Linked DNA regions of Sus scrofa: region 1 is linked to region 2. The links are chromatin contacts, called in public HiChIP or PLAC-seq maps. All regions are on one chromosome and are shown on one strand. The core of a region is the stretch at or near the end of the contact, and the rest is flanking DNA. Distances in the headings are between cores, read along the strand shown. Region 1 holds the start of KIAA1468 (lisH domain and HEAT repeat-containing protein KIAA1468 homolog). Region 2 holds the start of TNFRSF11A (tumor necrosis factor receptor superfamily member 11A).

Evidence for each region. HiChIP or PLAC-seq counts read pairs in DNA pulled down with a chosen protein or histone mark.
Region 1: a contact with region 2 is called in an H3K27ac HiChIP or PLAC-seq map of alveolar macrophages. The contact joins the promoter of KIAA1468 here to the promoter of TNFRSF11A in region 2. A contact is called at or near these places in 1 of 47 Hi-C or Micro-C datasets (alveolar macrophages) and 2 of 2 datasets of contacts at active chromatin or transcription factors (alveolar macrophages and skeletal muscle).

What each region holds. Positions count from the first base shown.
Region 1 is chr1:159,313,972-159,319,870 of Sscrofa11.1, reverse strand. KIAA1468 (lisH domain and HEAT repeat-containing protein KIAA1468 homolog) reads left to right here and starts at 2,196. Exons shown (of 29, transcript XM_005654481.3): 1 at 2,196-2,982. The coding sequence starts at 2,463. PIGN (GPI ethanolamine phosphate transferase 1) reads right to left here and starts at 2,137. Exons shown (of 28, transcript XM_021099782.1): 1 at 1,987-2,137.
Region 2 is chr1:159,185,967-159,191,671 of Sscrofa11.1, reverse strand. TNFRSF11A (tumor necrosis factor receptor superfamily member 11A) reads left to right here and starts at 4,196. Exons shown (of 10, transcript XM_005654480.3): 1 at 4,196-4,338. The coding sequence starts at 4,264.

The DNA.
Region 1 (5,899 bases), core at 947-3,446, 130 kb before region 2:
CAGCAGCCCAAGAAATGGCAAAAAGACCAAAAAAAAAAAAAAAAAAAAAAAAACTTATACAATATGAACATGACTGACATGTTTGAAAAAGTGCTTTTATATTTTCATCACTAAAATAGAAACTTCAACGATTATTCTGATTATTCAATGAAACATTAGCTGTAAAGATCTAGATTAATGTAAATCTTGCTAAGCAGAAGGAAAATTTCCCAACAATATTAACAGCAAATTATTTTAAGTGGAGATCAGCAATTATTAATATTCTGGTATGGGCTATTTCTTAAACATTTTAAATTGATAAGTAAACCTCTATGTACTGTGGAAAAGAAAAGTACTTACTGAGAAGTATGGCCAGTTGATTTGTTATGGGGTTGGAAGGTAAACAAGTCCATGATTATAGGATACAAAATAGACTCAGGAAACTACTGATGTGTTTTAGGAAGTCAATCATGGAAGAACTTCTACATACAACTTTTGACAACTCTCTGAGGAAATACATTTTAAATCTATTTTCAACTTTCATTCTAGAAATCAGACCCTATATTAAAGATAGTCCCTTTGGGGCCTACTAACTTGACTGCTTTTTCTGGCTGTAGTTACTAAACACTTGACATTGGGTTTGCTTTGCTTTATTTTTAAAAACCTGTCAAATATTCACAATATATACTAATATTACATTAATTGATAACTGACTATAACGACAGATTTATTGTATACTAGGCACCAGGTACTGTGACAAGCATATTCCTAATTCTGTGAACTTTCAGAGTATCCCCTTGACAGATGAAGCTGAGAGAATTAAGGAACTCTAATTTTAAAGTCTCACAGCAAATAATTGCCAAAACTGGGATATGAGCTTTAGGCTCTTCAGCTCAATAAGCATAATCCTTGAAGGGAGGACTCTAAGTGCAGGGACCTTAAATACAAAAGATTTCTAAAATGCCGCATTACAGACATGGAAATGCTGTATATAGCCAATCCATTTCTAATCATGCCCTTTCCATGACATTCCCTAATCCCTACCATTCCTCCATTACATTGGTTCCATTTTCAATCTCTCTGACAAACTTAGTTACAATGAGGATCAGCAATCTTTTTTGCTAAGAAATATGTAACAGGACAGCGCGTAGCCTATTTTGACATAATTTCCCTAAGATCTGGGATTTTTTTCCCCATGCTTTTCTTCAATATATGGCAGACACACAACAATTTAGAATTCAAACATTAGGAGCTAATATTCTATTCAAAAAATACTTCAAATTCTTACTACTAACAACATCAAAACACTTCTACCAAAAACAAAACAAAAAACCCAAAACTTCACTCCAATGAAATTTTAGTTTACCGAGTCTGGTAAACTGAAATTAAGCCTACATTTAAATGTTGGCATACATTTACATGAACCAATAACGTGCCCTAAGGATATGAAAGAATACTCTATTTGTATTTTTTCACAGAGCTAAAGGAGATACTTTACTGCTTCAATGGAATATAACTTTACCCAACCAAACCTTTGAGTTCTGTCTTCTATTTACTCCCTCCACCTCCCATACCCTCACCCTACCGCATACCGCTCTACCTCTAACTCGGTGGTAAGTAGGCGGTCCCCAGGCCTAAGGTGAGAAAGCAAGGAACAGAAGCCACATTCAGACTGCTGCCCCTGCCCTGGGCACTTGCTACACTTGCGGAGAACATGTCATTAGCAGCACACAGTAAGAAAAAGCGAAGTATCCTAAGGAAAAGTGAAGCAGCGCGTCAGAGGCCGTGAGGCCAGCTTCAGAACCACCACACCTCTCCTCTCTAGTCCCCTGACTTTACCTGGGCTTATCCAGGTGAGGCCTGATCTCAGGAATGAGGTCTTCTCAGCGCGAAGGCCGATCCAGCTCTGTAGCAGAGTTCCCCTAGGTCCCCGAAAGGAAAGCCAAGAGAACGTTCCTAGGCCACCGTCATAACTGCCCCTTATCGTGGAACGCCCCCGATACTTACCTGACCAGAGCTGCTCTCGCGATAATTCTTGGGCCCGTACTCCGTAACTCCAGTCCCCGCCCCCCTCCATCGGCCAATAAAATAGGAGTGGGGGAGGGGCTTTGCCTCTGAGCTGGGAGCGGGGCTCCCAATCTTTGCTGGCTGGGGTTGAGAACGGGCGGGGCGGGGAGGGGCGGGGCTGGGGCAGAAAGAGGGGCAGGGCCCGCGCCATTTCTCGCGAGACTGGGGACCAGGAAGACGCCTGCAGAGCCCGGCTGCTGGTGCAGCTGCTGCTAAGGCAGCGGCTGCTGCTGTTGCTACTGCGCTGCATCCGGACCATTTGCCTCCGAGCCTGGGCCTTGTCTCCAGGTGAGGAGGCGGGACCTAGTGAGGCCGGGGCTGTGGAGGTGCACAGTGCCTGCTCAAGCTTAGCTGGAATTCAGGCTGCGGCCTGTCTGATCCAGACAGGGAGGCGCCCACACTCCTGACAGTGTAAGATGGCGGCGATGGCGCCTGGAGGTGGTGGCGGCGGCGTGAATCCATTCCTCAGCGATTCAGACGAGGACGACGACGAGGTTTCAGCGACCGACGAGCGGCGGGCAGGACTTAGGCTCAGTTCTGGGAGCGGCCTAGATCCTGGCTCTGCAGACTCGCTATCGCCCCAGGATCCCGTGGCCTTAGGAAGCAGTGCAAGACCAGGGCTCCCTGGGGAGGGGTCAGCGACTGCAGTGACACTAGGGAGCACCGGGGAGACCCCCGCCAGATTGTCAATTGATGCGATCGCGGCTCAGCTGTTGCGCGATCAATACTTGCTGACAGCCCTGGAGCTGCACACGGAGCTGTTGGAGAGCGGCCGCGAGCTGCCCCGGCTGCGCGACTACTTCTCCAATCCTGGTAACTTCGAGAGGCAGAGTGGGACCCCGCCTGGGATGGGGGCGCCGGGAATCCCTGGAGCAGCTGGCATTGGAGGCGCAGGAGGTCGGGAGCCGAGTACGACATCGGGTGGGGGACAGCTCAGTAAGTGAAAGCAGCCTGCCTCTTGTCTGGGCAGTTGGGATTGTAAGAGGTTCTTGTGGAGGAGGGGGTACCTCTGGGCGGGTACTGAGTATTAGGGACGTTTCAGAGAGAGACGGTTCGGGTTGGGGGTAGTCTTTCGTGGTGGAAGCAAAAGGATATGGCAGTGACTGTTCTCTGCCCGCCTCCAACTCTTGGCTGGACTTGCACCTGCTCCTGGCTCCGCTCTTGGTGTGTATCTATTAATTATCCAGAGTTTCCAGTTCACTGGCTTTACGTGACTCCAGAAAGACTTCTTTGCAACCTGGTTTATCGCTTTAATCATTTTTCCATTTTCGACAATCTCCTGAATCACCACTACCAGGAAAAAGTGTTCCTTTAATTGTTCGCAGTAATTATTTGACTCAGAATCAAGAGGGAAAAGAATAGGAAATGTTGCTAGCCCTTAAAGTCAGATCCACTTGAAGACCTTTTGTCTTTAGGATGACTTACTTAAAAGTTAGGTTTTTTGCTGGTAAAATTTTTTCTGTTTAAATAAACTCAATTTAATTCCATTTCAGTTCCGTAATTTCAGTAGGTTTCCAGAATTTTAGGAAGCCTAGGGTGGAGGGCGGGCAAATTCTATCTACCTGCAGTGTATCTGCAGCTCACCAGCTCACAGGCCTTCTTCTCTACATTAAGTTAGGAATTAACTTTTTTTCCCTTGTTATAGTCATTTTTAGCAGTGTACAGTAATCATCTACCTCATTCATCATTTATTTATAAGCATTTCTTATGGCTTTAAAACGTGCCATCAAGGATGTATACTAGGTTCCCAGCAACCCCCTTTTGAGAGGCATCTTAGATATTACCTTACTAATGGTATGAGATGTTTTAGTGTGTTATGTGAGGCCAATTGGAATTTACTAATAAATGTTAAATATACACGTTTTAAATTGTAGCCTAATTGATTATTTTTTGTCTATACTTTTGAATAGTGCCAGAGATTTAGATTGCCTAACTTAGATGTAGTAGTGAAAGTTCAAGGAGTGCATTTTCCTTTAAGGTAAATCCTAAACAGATTTTTTTTTTTTTTTTTTTTTTTGTCTTTTGTCTTTTTAGGGCTGCATTCGCAGCATATGGCAGTACCCAGGCTGGGGGTCTAATCAGAGCTGCAGCTGCCGGCCTACGCCAGAGCCACAGCAATGCCAGATCCAAGCCGCGTCTGTGACCCACACCACAGCTCATGGCAACAGATCCTCAACCCACTGAGCGAGGCCAGGGATTGAACCTGCAACCTCATGGTTGCCCTAGTTGGATTCATTTCCGCTGCGCCATGACAAGAACACCCTTAAACAGATTTCTATCTTGAATGTGGAATTTTCCCAGCAGGTGTAACTTCCTTGGTCAATATTATAGGATAATCTTCCGTTTCTGGAAAAGATTTTCTCATCGGTGACCTTTAAGACTATAAAATGTAACAAAGAGCAGTGTAACAAAATTGTTAGGTAGTTGGCTTTTTTTGTTTGTTTTAAGATTTCTGATCTATCTAATAATGATTTTTACCTGATAAGCTCTAACTGCTTCCTCAAACCCAGCTAAAATGTTATCTTTGTAAATGTTTCCCACACTCCCCAGGCTTAGTTGATTGGTTCTTTGATTATATTACTTTCACACCTTAACGGTAGCTTTTAACTCCTTTATAGTTGATTTGTTAACAATATCATTTTTTTTCCATTAGATAGTCACTTCTTGAGAGACAGTTTTATATTCCTCACAATTTAAACAGTCCCTGGCCTATTGTTGAACATAAATGAATTGCATCTATGTTTTTCTACTATATTGAGATGAAGAAATAGGTTTTTCCTGACTTCCTAACTTTATTTAAAAGACTTTCTTAACCTTTTCAGTCTACCTTATTTTGACTTGATATCACTGTGTATAAGTGAAAAGTTCTCTTAAAAACTTTTTGTAGGAGTTCCCGTTGTTGCTCAGGGGTTAACAAACTTAACTAGTATCCACGAGGACGCAGGTTCAATCCCTGGCCTTGCTTAGTGGGTCATGGATCCCGTGTTGCTGTGAGCTGTGGTGTAGGTCGAAGATGTGGCTTAGATCCCGAGTTGCTGTGGATGTAGTGTAAGCCGGCAGCTATAGCTCTGATTAGACCCCTACCCTGGGAACCTCCCTCCATATGCCACGGGTGTGGCCCTAAAAAAAAGACAAAAAACCCCACAACTTTTTGTATAGAAATAGTTATAATTTAGTGTAAATATCATAACAGTGTTTTAGAGTAAAAATTGACTTCTAAATGCCTTTGTATTACTATTAGAGTTTCTTGAAATAACTTTAGTTCTATGATCAAAAATCATGATTTTGGAGTTCCCGTTCTGGCTCAGTGGAAACAAATCCAACTGGGAACCATGAGGTTACAGGTTCAATCCCTGGCCTTGCTTAGTGGCTTAAGGATCTGGCATTGCTGTGAGCTGTGGTGTAGGTCACAGACACAGCTCGGATCTGGCGTGGCTGTGGCTCTGGTAGGCCAGCAGCTGTAGCTCCAATTAGACCCCTAGCCTGGGAACTTCCATATGCCCTGGGTGTGGCCCTGAAAAGACAGAAAAAAAAAAATCACCAGCATTGGCCAAGGAAGGGGAGGGCAAAATTTCCCCAATTGAGAACCACTTCCATAGATAAGTTTTGCCTCATTTAAAATTCTGTATATATGCATTTGCAGAGCATACTTTTTTTTCTGTCTGGCCTCCTTTGCTCAGCCTAATGTTTTTGAAATTCACCCATCATGTTTTTATGTGTTAATAGTTCATTCTTTTTTGGATTATCCATTCATCTGTTCTTAGATATTTGTGTTTTTTCCAGTTTTGGTCTATGTGAATAAAGCTGCCATGAACATGCTTGTTGTATAAATTTTGTGTGAACATATGTTTTT
Region 2 (5,705 bases), core at 2,947-5,446:
CTCATATTAATGCTATTCATATAGGAAAGATAATGTCCTCAAGCTCATTTTAATGGATTTTGTTGATAACAAATGTATTCTACATTAATCTTTATAAAGTATTTGAATTATAGAGTGATAGCTCTGTAAACACAGAAATAGAGCCTTTAAAAGTAATTTCATTTTTTTAATTAAACTTTTTTTTAGTAGACTTAACATGTTAACATGGGCATTCTATTGTTCAAAGTGCTTCCAAAACCAGTACACTCACCTCTGGGGCTTTCCAAGCAGAAGTTTTAAATCCCCTAATCTTTTTTGAAAAAAGAAAGGGGTGATGTTGGAAATGTGCCAGGAGTAAGCCTTGGTATTTCTCACGAAGTGCCACCGTGAAAGTACCCTCCCCTACAAGCCAGTTCCTTTTATCAAAATCATAATCGCACACCACTACCATTTCCAGAAAGCCTGTCTCCACATTCAAGACAACAGTAGGCCAGTTAAATATTTTTTTTAATAATTTTTAATCTTTTGACCACTCCTGTACTTACTGCATCTGGAGTTTTAACATCTATTTATCAAATTTACACATCTGTTAGTTAAAATGTAAAAGTACTTTTTCCTCAGTGTAAATAACTTAGGAACATCAAAAGTTAAAATTAGTCATTTCTCCTTTACATTTTGCAGCTCACCTAATATTAAAATTTTGGGAGTTCCCATCGTGGTGTACCGGAAATGAATCTGACTAGGAACCATGGGGTTGAGGGTTCGATCCCTGGCCTTGCTCACTGGGTTAAGGATCCGGTGTTGCTGTGAGCTGTGGTGTAGGTCACAGATGTGGCTCAGATCTGGCATTGTGTGGCTGTGGCACAGGCTGGCAGCTACAGCTCCGATTAGACCCCTAGCCTGGGAACCTCCATATGCCACGGGTGCACCCTAAAAATACAAAAGACAAAAAAAAAATTGGGGTGCTTTAACCTAAGTGTCCATCAACAGATGAATGGATAAGAAGATGTGGTATATATATCCATATGTGTGTGTGTGTGTGTGTGTGTGTGTGTATACATAGATATATTTTCATATATATACACAATGGAATAGTATTCAGCCATAAAAAAGAATGAAAATATTGTTATGTGCAGAAACATGGATGAACTTAGAGATTATCATACTAAGAGAAGTAAGCCAGACAAAGACAAATATTATATGATATTACTTATATGTGGAATCTAAAAATTAATACAAATGAACTTATTAACAAAACAGAAACATTGATAAACATAGAAAACAAACTTACAGGTACCAAAGGCGATGTCGGGGAGGGATACATTAGGAGTAAGGAGTTAACAGATATTTACCCTTAGGTATAAAATAGATAAACAACAGGATTAACTGTAGAGCACAGGGAACTAAATGAAATATATTGTTTTAATCCATGATAGAAAAGAATCTGAAAAAAAAATGTGTGTGTGTCACTTTGTACACCTGAAACTAACACAGTATTGTAAATCAGCTATAGTTCAATTTTAAAAAATAACCTGAAAAAAGAATTTTAAAAATTGGTAAGCTTAATGAGGCAAGACTCACACTCTAGAGCCAATTAGCCTGGTTTCAATACCAGCTCTATCACTTATTGGTAAGTGACCCTAGCCAAGTTATTAACCTCTATGCCTCAGTTTCCTCATCTATAGAATGGGACTAGTGATAGTATTCCTTACAAAGCTGTTGTGAGGATTAAATGAATTTATGTGTTAGTGTGCTATTGGTGTTTACTATTGTTATCTCTCTAGAAACTTCTTTTGCTTATATAAATCAAATCATGTTTCTGATTATTGTTCACAAACATGGGGGTGATGTTATTCTGTAATTTGCTTCTTTTACTGTGACATGAAATTGACTTGTCCAGGATATTTGTGCTTTTATTTTATTTTATTTTTCCTCTTTTAGGAAAAAAGGAAGCACAGCATATAGAAGTTTCCAGGTTGGGGTGGAATCGGAGCTGCAGCCACCAATGCACACCACAGCCACAGCAATGCCAGATCCAAGCCAAACCTACTACCTGTGCAGCAGCTTGCAGGAACACCAGATCCTTAACACACTGAGTGAGGCCAGGGATTGAACCTGCATCCTCATGGATACTAGTCAGGTTCTTAATCCACTGAGCCACAATGGCAACTCCACACTTTTAATCTTTTTTAAATCAACACTACCAGAGCCCTTTCCAAAAAGCATAAAAGTAATGGGGCAGTGTACTGATCAGACTGCACATTAGGGAGTTACAAGGCAAAGCAACTAGCATGATTATGATAGCACAAAAGTGGGAGGGGGAAATGGAAGTGTGCTGTTTTGAAGTTCTTATAATATACCTGAAGTAGCAGGATTTTATCTGAAGGTAGACTGTGATGTCATAGATGCATATTGTAAACCCAGAGCCAAAAACAAAAACAAGAGGTATATAAAATAAGCTAACAATGGAGAAAAAACAATCATAAAAATATTCAAATCATCCAAAAGAAGAAAAGAAGAAGAAAGGAGCAAAGATGGAACAAACAGAAAACAAATAGTAAGACTTACATTTTACCACACCTATAGGCATATTAAATGTGAATGAGCTAAACACTCCAATCATGACATAGAGATTGTGGAGTTCCCATCGTGGCTCAGTGGTTAACGAATCCGACTAGGAACCATGAGGTTGCGGGTTTGGTCCCTTGCTCAGTTTTGGTCCCTTGCTCAGTTTGGTCCCTTGCTCAGTTTTGGCCTTGCTCAGTGGGTTAGGGATCAGGCGTTGCCGTAAGCTGTGGTATAGGTCACAGACACAGCTTGGATCCCATGTTTTTGTGGCTCTGGCGTAGGCCTGAGGCTACAGCTCCAATTAGACCCCTAGCTTGGGAACCTCCATTTGCCATAGGCCGCAGGTGCAGCCCTAGAAAAGACAAAAAAAAAAAAAAGAGAGAAATTGTTAAACTAGATAAAATGAAAAAGCAAGATTCAGTTATATACTATCTCTTTAAGTTGACATAGATGATTCTAGAAGTAGATATGCCAATATAGATGCTATTCATAAGAAAGGTAAAATAGCTATATAAAATCAAAAGCTTCAGAAACCAAAACTTTACTATCCATTAAGGAGGACATGCAATAATAATTAAAAGGTCAATTCATCAAGAAGACAATAATCTTAAATGCTTATGCCACTAAACAGAGCTTCAAAAAATATGGGGGAAAAAAAAACACACAACAACCCTGATAGGTCAGGAAAAATAGTCAAATATACACTTTTTGTTGTAAATTTCCACAATTTTCTCTGTATAATTAGACAAAATTGATATGGTTATTTCAACCAATTTGACCTAGTTGACATTTGTAAAACACCAGCAACAGTGAAATATTTTTCACTGTTTTTTCAAGTGCACATGGAATAATCACGAAGATACACGACATGCTAGGCCAAAAGTAAGGCAAGCTGATCGTTCTGGAACTCGAGGAATTCAAAACTCTATTGACACACGACCAGTGTTTTCACAAAAAAAGTTACCTCTGCAAAGGCTTTAGTGTACCTGTGCACCCAGCAGGTGAGAGCAGGTAAGAGCAGATTTACTTCTAAGCACAAGGGGCGAGGGGCGGAGACAGGACGGCGGCGGGCAGCCTGGAAAAGGTAAGAAGAAGAGCTGCTGGCCGGAAAACTGAACTAGGATGTTGTGAAACGTGCTGGACGCTTTACTGGACTGTTCTTTCATTGTCTCCATTGGAATCTCCAATGGAGATCCTCGCCTCGTTAACTCTTGGCTGCGGTGCGCCCACTTTGGGAGGCCCGGCCTGGAAGCCTGAGTGCGGACTCGAGGCAGGCGCGGAACCAGGGGACCAGCTGCTGGGCTGCCTTCCTTCTCCGGGAATCCAGCTCCAAAGTCCCGGGGTGCAGACCTGCCGAGACTGAGACCATGAAAGATGCCCTAAGACACTCCGCCTTAGGGTGCACAGGGCTACAGAGAACGCGGGCGGCGGGCACGGAGAGAACCCAAGGTAGCCCGCGAGTCCGCACCTTCCACAATCTGGGTCCCTCCGCCAGCAGAGGAAGCACAACACCGCGCCCCTTGCTAAGGTCCCACCTGGATGCCTACGCGCGGCCGGAGGGGGGCGCAGGGCAGGAGGGCAGGTGGGCGGGGTCAGGTGCCCGGACGGGGCGGGGCCGGACGGCGGCTGGGCGGGCAGACCCCGAGGCCCAGGGCTGCTGCACCGCCCCGGCCGCAGAGGCCGCAGAGCGGGCTGCCCAGCCCGCCCCTCCGCGCCATGGCCTTGCGCGCCTGGCGGCGCCGCCAGCTGCCCGCGCTGCTTGCGCTCTGCGCGCTGCTCTGCCGGCTGCAGGTAAGGAGGCCACCCACTCCCCTTGCCGCCCCGCGGGCGCCTTCCCCGCCGGTTGCAGAGCTCCGCGGAGGGCCGTCTGGGCTCCTGCTTCCCGCGCACCCTGTCCTGTGCCCGATGCTTTCGCAGGAGCTGAGGAAGGACGCAGCGCGGCGGCTGCCAAGAGGTCCTGAGACCTGGACCGAGCAGCAAGAACTGAGGATTTGGGGGCGGAGAGGGTGGAAAGCTGCGCTACTGCGGATTGAACGGTGGAAGGAGGCAACGGGCGAGTGGAAGGGTATTGAAGTGCAGAATGGGGAGTTATGGGACCCAGGCACCCAGACAGTGGCGCTTCCAAAAGTCCCACTTAGTGGTAGGCGATGGTGATGTCGTTTATTCCCCAGGCATTTCTAGAGCGCCTTCTAGGTGCCCGCGCAGAGTAGGTGCTGTGGAGACCGCGGCGTTGACACAGACACTAACCCCGCAAACAAAATAAGCGAGGGAAAAATTCAGAGCCGCAGACAGTTCCCACATAAGTAACCATCCTAAATATGATTTCAACTTTCTTGCCATTTTGAGCCCCCCCCCCCCGGAAGCTCCGTCCCTCTAACTGGGCTTCGCACCCTCTCCCCACCTAAGATTCGAGCGGTCCTCTAGAGCTCCTAGTGAAACAGAATACTGCAGTTTCTTCAGAAAAAACTGACCTCAGATTTCTTTTTTATGCTCCCCTCGTTAAGACTCCCTTCCCTTCCCACTCCCCCCTACAGTTTAAGGTCCACCGGCATAGGCTCTGGCCCTTTGAGTAACATAGAATCACTTGTCTTCAGAAACCCTGTGATGATGTTCGAACAAAATGGTGTTTGCTACTGGAGAAACCAAGGTACCTGGGATGCTTCAAGCCTGTAGGGGAGCAGAAACAGGCTTGTTCTTCAAGAGTTCATCCCGGGCTGGGCCAGGCTCGGTGAGTCTGGCATGGCCAGGCCCTTCTGGGGCTCCCCAGCCTGGGATGCACCCGGGGGCCCCCCCCTGCGGCTTTCCCTCCCCCCACAGGGCTGATAAACAGCTTCAGCTTGAAGGGGGGTCTGAAAGTGAGCATCTTCCCAGATCCTTGTTGCCCTTACCGCATCCACAAGTCCTCTGGAAGAAATTGCTTTACTAGATGGACAATACAGTTACCAAGTAAATGAAGCCAGTTACAGGTTTTCTGTCCTGGAGAAGCGCTCTAGTGTGGGAAACCCAGCATTGCAAACACTGTAAAAGTTGACTTGGAAGTACCTCCGAGGGAAGGGTAAATGGTGGTGGTTTTTTGGGGTTTCAGCAGTTTCAGATTTCCCTTCTCTCAAAATTGGCTTAGGCTGTTGTTCACATCCTTGGGCAGAACAGCACAGCCC